Linked DNA regions of Mus musculus: region 2 is linked to region 1. The links are chromatin contacts, called in public HiChIP or PLAC-seq maps. All regions are on one chromosome and are shown on one strand. The core of a region is the stretch at or near the end of the contact, and the rest is flanking DNA. Distances in the headings are between cores, read along the strand shown. Region 1 overlaps Atrnl1 (attractin like 1). Region 2 overlaps Atrnl1 (attractin like 1).

Region 1 (3,282 bases), core at 775-3,274:
AAATTCAGGTCAATCCCCTTGCCTTCACCCCCCTCCCCCCATGCCAGGAGGAGAACCATCACAGGTAGGAGGGGAAGCAGAGCCATCACAAGTAGGAGGCAGTGTGTGTTCCTATTCCTGTCCTCCCAGCCATAGGTGATCTAGATACAAAGATTCACAACTCTTGGGTATGTTTACCTGTCTGAGGAAAGGCAAAACCCCACAGAAAATAAAAATGCCATAAGGCTAAAGAGAGAATAAAGAAAGATAAAAAATGCCACAGTGCACAGGTATTAAAGGACAACATCTTCTTTCCCTCCCTCCCTCCCTCCCTCCCTCCCTCCCTCCCTCCCTTCCTTCATTTATCTTTCCTTTAAAAAAAAACTTTTTGGGTAAGTAGCTGTAAATTTTCATTTTCACCATGCCCCATAAACTATATAGGTGATCTTGTGTAGTTGTTAATCTTGGAGAGATGAACAAAATTCTCAGGAAGGAGACAAGCAGATGAAAGTTAGTCCCTGCCAATAGCAAGAACTAAGAGCAGGAGCCTCAAAATTAGAGGACTCTTTACCTTGACTGCTTCTATTGATATAATCCCTGCTCCTGATTGGCTATTGTGATATAATACTTCTTGAGGCATCGTCTTCTGTAATCACTTTTGGGAATGGCTATAAGACTGAGCATATATAGAAGCTAATGTACTCAACTGTGCTTCTCAAATAGGGCGTAGTTCTGATCTACGATACTAAGAGGTAAGCGCTGTGTATTTTATGTCGCTATTCTCAAGCTTATGACTTGAAAATAAATCCACAGCTCTGTCCCCATGATCAGCATGACGTCTGTAGAAGGCTCCATGCAGGCTGTACGGTGAAAGGTCCCTTTGTTGGATTCCTTTACAAGCGCATCCTCTTTGGGGGGACAGCTGGCTGCTCTGCTGTTGATACCTATCCTCTATGGGAATGAAGGGCAAAAGATTTCACCTGTGAAGTCTGGGACTATGTTAAGTTCTTACTTTCTGCCTGGCTGATGCTAGGTTAGTAAGTATTTACTGAGTTCCTCCTTTGTGTCAGACACTCTTAGGAGATGACAAAGGGTGGAGGGAAAATGTGGCCTCTTCACTCACAAGTGTCAGCCAAGTAGGTGACAAAGACAAGGCAAGCTAAGACATCGTTGGCTCTCCTTTCTCTTTCTCTTTCTCTTGCTTCCCTTTCCTTTGCTGAGTACTTTGTTCTAAAGACATTTGGGCGAGGGGGTGAGCAGAGCAAGGGACCTATCTACATCTGAGGCAAAAGGGGAGTCAAAATGTGCCTAAACGGGTCATCTAGGATGCAGTGGAGTCAGAATCCACCCATATTCAGGAGGAGTGTAGAGCTATTCAGGAAGGGGACAGACATGTTGGCGCAGTATAGGGCAGTCCCAAGCATGGTAGGGAAGACATATACAGAGAGGCTGCATGGCCTGGTGTTTCAGATGTGGCAGGTGTGGGGACCCCGCCTGAGCCCGAGTGGGAAAAGCAAGTGCACACAGCGGTGGTAACCCTGCCTAGAGGGTCCGGTACCCAGGTAGAGTGGGGGGAGGGGGGAGGCTCAGGTGTGGAAACGGCATAGCACACAGTGAGGCAGCATCAGCAGGGTGAGCAGCCCATGGCCAGGAGCCAGCCCAGCTATGGCGCTGAGGACCAAGTTGGGAGGGGAGAAAGGAATCCGCACTAGGAATGGGGAGCAGGTGAGGCAGGAGACTTGTTGTATAAAAGAAACAAAACAAAATTCATAGAGTAACCCTCTTAAGGATGGTGGAAAGTAGGTGCCTCATCTACTTAGAGAAGAGTCATAAACTTGGAAGGGAAGAAAGGAGCATGGAAACCCAGACTTGAAGCTTTTAGTGGACACTTGCAATCTTCAATATACAGAAAAATAAAGATCACACGCACGTCCTGAGAAGCCTGGGAAAAGTCACACCGTGACAGCCACAAACAGGCCCAAAGAGACTGCAGCCTCTACATGTAACTCTACATGAAAGGAACCACAACTCTGAGGGAAAAAATGGTGAGGGCAGAAAAATACAAACAAGACTGCAACTCCTCATGCCACACAAGGCCACGTCCACAGACCACCGGATGCCTGTAGAAAGGACACTCACCACAAGGCCACGCCCACAGACCACCGGATGCCTGTAGAAAGGACACTCACCACAAGGCCACGCCCACAGACCACCGGATGCCTGTAGAAAGGACACTCACCACAAGGCCACGCCCACAGACCCCGGAGGCCTGTAGAAAGGACACTCACCACAAGGCCACGTCCACAGACCACCGGATGCCTGTAGAAAGGACACTCACCACAAGGCCACGCCCACAGACCCCGGAGGCCTGTAGAAAGGACTCTCAAATCTGAGAGAGGATGCAGTGAGAAGAACAAGGCCTAAGACTGATTGCAAAGCAGATATTGCCATTGATAATGACAATAAATAGCTGGTGTTGATCAGGAAGAGACATTGGATAGATCCAAATGGAGGGAGACTCCAAAATGCACTGTAAAATGATCTCCACCGAGGGTCAAGCATAGTCAAGGAAAGATTGAGAAACTGTTTAAAGAAAACGGAAACAGCCCGGGGTTTTACACTAGACATAGGCCGTGTCTCTGGTCAGTGCTCCACTGTGTGAAGAGACATCATGATAAGATAAAGTATTTAATTAATGGGGTCTTGCTTACAGTTTCCGGGGTTTAGTCCCTTATCCCCATGGCAGGAGGCATGGCTGCATGCTGGCAGGTGATAGAATGTTAGTTGGGAGCTACATCTTCATCCATAGGCAGAGGGGAAAGCAAGTCTGGGCCTAGCATGGGTTTTTGAAACCTCAAAGCCCACCACAGGCAACATACTTCCTCCAACAAGGCCACACCTCCTATTCCTTCTAATCCTTTTGAAGAGTTCCACTCCCTGGTGGCTAAGAATTCAAAGACATAACTACTATCGGGATCATTCTTATTCAAACCACCACAGGCTACCAGTGACTGAAGCACTGGTGACTCCTGGATGGGACCTGAGGAGTGGACAGTAGCAATACTGACATTTTCTCAATGCTGATAGCTGTACTGTGGTTAGACAGAAAAACGTTCAGGTTTTAGGAAAGATACATTTAACTACTAGGTGATACATTATTATAACAAAGAGCACTAAAGCTCTTTTGATACATGTGTAACTTTTTGTAACTCAGAGTTAAAGAAGGATGAATATCACCGGGCTTGAGCATTGTTGCAGGTTCAGGAGCACGAATGCTAATTCCAGGTCCTAGAGGCCCCGTGT
Region 2 (3,457 bases), core at 864-3,363, 70 kb before region 1:
GGAGCCCCATGTTCTGCTCTTCCTTTCGCATCAATGTTTTTATCCTCCGTAGATACGGGAGATTGAGTTATTTACGGTCTACAGGAGGGATTGCACTTTCCTTCATAGAAGAAGTATTATCAGCATTTCCTCTGTGCTCCTGAAGTGTGTTGATGGCTGATTTCCTCCTTCAACAGTGCCTGATATTTGGGAAATGCTCTCTCGGAGATGTGTTTAAGGATAATCACCATATTCCCAATTTCTCTAGTCAGTACCAAATGGCACTCAAGAAAGACAAAGGCTGGAGGACACTAGGGAAAGAGAGCCTCCTTGCATGAGACAGGCTCTCCCAAAGTTGAAGGATATGGGAATATAAGTTTTCAATAGGACAGTCCCTGTAAGCTTGGAAATGCTCAGCCCACAACAGCAAGGTTCTTCTGCCCTCCGACTCTGCTGGGAGGGTGTCATCAACATGGTGAATCACAGCCGATCAACAGATCGTCTGAAGTCACAGTGGGAGAGAGCTTTAGCTTCTACCGGAGCAGTGTGGCGCTGAGTTGGCACAGAGGACGCAGACAGGAAGACTGGAAGAACTGTGGGATGCCCGCCTTGGGGCAATGTTACATTGTTCCATTTTATCCTCTGACACTGTTGCTCTAGTAACTCCCCGTGGTCCACAGAAGTGAGGTGTATTATTAGCCAGCCTTGAAGCTCTCTGCATCTGACTTAGTACCCTTAACTGATCATGAAATTACTGAAAATCCTTTAATATTTTTTCTTAAATAAAACTAAAATGAACACAATCATTAAATTAAATGTTTGCATATTTCTGTGTGTGCCCACCCATCAGATGTTTTGATCCTGCTATTATGCTGCCCGAATAAGCTCTCTGAGATCTGCACAAAATGGAGGACTCCCTTGCTTAGAGGGGCTTCCTCTTCCTTGCCTGACCTTACTTGGAGAGCATCTCTGAGCACGGATGTCTGACCTTATCTAGAAGATGACCCTGTACAGAGCTTCCTGCACAAGCTGCATGATTCAGCACAGAAGTCCTGCTAAGCCCTTCCCAAGTATGATAATTAGGTAGTGTGTCATGACCAATCAGCCCTTCCCTCCTGTAGCCACTCCCACCCCAGCCCCCCCCCCCAAAAATCTGAAGAAAGTCACTTAGCCTATGATCAGATTACAGTTTCATCTTCCTCTCTCCTGATAACCATTTCCACCCTAGCCAATAATGTATATCCACCCTGGAAATTCCCACCCACTCCCCAAGATCTGTATGGCCCTTGTTCACCCCAAATAAGGTTGAGTTGTCTCGCTGAAGCCGATCCCCCTACCTCCCTCTTGCTCCCCTTGTCCGTGGGGGCCAGTAACCACTGAGAAGTGAGGGCCACAGATAACAAAAACTCATAATGCTTAGCAGAGTGGATCACAGGCCAAACTCTGATCAACAAAATGTCAGAAGCCATCCCAGGGCACACGTCTAAGAAACAGTATTTACCGACTTGTCAAAATGAAGCCTGAATAAAAGGAGTAAGTTGGTTCCTCATAGAATCTCAGGGCTGGCACATGAGAGGGTGTGGTTGGTGGGTGGGTGTGGGTGGTACTGGAAGAAAGAGCATAGTTCTCAAATCACGGATCTTGTGACTCCCGACCGCAAAGGAGGGCTTGGCTTGTTTTCAACCCTGTTCACATTTATCTTGCAGAGGAATTTAAAAACACACCCAGGAGACTCTCCTACTCTCTGGTGCTTTGGGGTCTACATCTTGCCTTGGCAGTGGCTTTCTCTGATTGTGTGGCATTGCCCATGACTTACAAAACAGCACGCTTGCTGACAGTGCACACCAAGGCTGTGTGAAGGTTACAGCCAAGCAAGATGAAGGAATACCATTCTGAAGCCAGCCGTAACAGGAATGCAGGCTTCAGTTGATTACGCTCGCTGTTCTATGGGTATTGTCTCCTATCTCAGGGTACTTATCGTCCACAGAGGAAAGCTATGAGAGCACACAGTTAAATTCGAGCAGAAGGATATTCTTTAAATGGCTGATAAACAGCGTTCACGGCTAGCCTTCAGGGAGGAGCAGCTATGGTGTAACCTGAAAACTCCCACAAAGTCTAGGCTCCCCAGAAGTCCAGCCTGATTTACATATGCAAACCAACCAGCCTGATTTACATATGTAAACGGAGGAAGTGTTGGTGTGTCACTATTTATCTGACAAACTCGTGAAAAGTTGGCAGAGTGAAGTAGCTGCTGATTTACTGTTGCTTCCTCGGGGTTCCTGCAGTCAGGATGTAACAATATCTACAGGAAACTGCGAATATTCACTTTATTTCAATTAGTTCTTGACCCACAGGCATTGCTTCCTCGGCCAGCTCAGGAAACAGGACTTTTAGCATCTCAGGCTGCTCCACTAGTGAGATAAGCCCTGAAGTCCTGGCTAGCCATCCCCAGCAACACTGGCTGCTCTGTCTTATCGGCTTCCCTGCCGGTGTTTATTTAACTCCGTTTGTGATGAGCTATCACTTTGTCTGTTTGAATCCTGACTTGATATGAATGTATCTTTATCTTCAGATTAACACAGTTCTACCTTTTGTGACCTTAGAGTTGAATTTTGCATTGAGCGAGCTTGTCTAAATCCTAACAAGCCTCAGGACTGAGCAGCGCCCATTTCCGAATTCGCCTTACAAGCTGACGCAGTCCCTATTAGGTTTTGAACTTTTAACAAGAGAAAGCACTGACATCTCTCTGTCAACATTTTCCAGGACTACAAATTGCTCATGCATTAGAAATTCTCCAGAAACGGCATGAAAAAGGCTATGAAGTGAATGTATGCTTGTACTGCGGGTCTGCAAGTCAGGGTAATTTCAGAATATACCACATATGCTGAGAAGATGGCAGATGCAAGGATTGGATTTAACCATAGATGATAAGCCAATTTTCTCCATACTCTGTAACTCAATAAGTCTTTAATGGCTTCTCAGATAAACAGATGGATGTCATCAAAAGGCACAGGATGATAAATCTGATTGGTGCCTGAAGAATTCGCAAGGCTTTATCCCTGAACAAGCACGAAGAGAAAGGGGAGGGGAACCACACTTAAGCCCCAGCATGGGAGTTTAAATTATTTGCTCAGAAACAGTTGTATTTCCCAATGGCACAATACTAAAAACAGCACGGACGGCTGCATCCAGGAAGGACAATACATCTTTTTAATTAGGCTGCTCCCTTTGAAGACGTACACTGTTTAGTCTAGCTGTGTTTACTCTGACTTAGTTGATTATTTTCATACAGACTTCCAAATATTCAATTAAAGCCCCTTGGAAGATTATGAATTTCATTTATCCACAAAAAAAGCCTAGACTTTACAGACACTGAGGTCCAAGGCCACTTCTGCCGGTCAAGTGTTTCCTGTTTGTTCAGATAGCTTCTTGGTGTCCAAGTCACCAAACTATTTGTTAGGAACATTCGGTAGAATGT

The links. HiChIP or PLAC-seq counts read pairs in DNA pulled down with a chosen protein or histone mark.
Region 2: a contact with region 1 is called in a CTCF HiChIP or PLAC-seq map of the NIH/3T3 cell line, with 13 read pairs. The contact joins two enhancer-like sites. A contact is called at or near these places in 1 of 39 promoter capture datasets (liver), 2 of 15 datasets of contacts at CTCF or cohesin (the NIH/3T3 cell line and pro-B cells), 6 of 484 Hi-C or Micro-C datasets (the F1.1 cell line, the HPC-7 cell line, Th1 cells and 2 more), 1 of 115 datasets of contacts at active chromatin or transcription factors (embryonic fibroblasts) and 1 of 9 other capture datasets (embryonic stem cells).

Annotation. Positions count from the first base shown.
Region 1 is chr19:57,993,408-57,996,689 of GRCm38.p6, reverse strand. The region is part of intron 27 of Atrnl1 (attractin like 1); the gene reads right to left. Among named protein-coding and RNA genes, the nearest start is that of Gm32980, 48 kb to the left of the region's middle. Within about 2 kb of position 2,024, at least 40 of the 459 cell types and tissues checked have an H3K27ac peak or open chromatin away from gene starts, as enhancers often do.
Region 2 is chr19:58,063,252-58,066,708 of GRCm38.p6, reverse strand. All of the region lies in intron 28 of Atrnl1 (attractin like 1), which reads right to left. Among named protein-coding and RNA genes, the nearest start is that of Mir5623, 14 kb to the right of the region's middle. Within about 2 kb of position 2,113, at least 44 of the 459 cell types and tissues checked have an H3K27ac peak or open chromatin away from gene starts, as enhancers often do.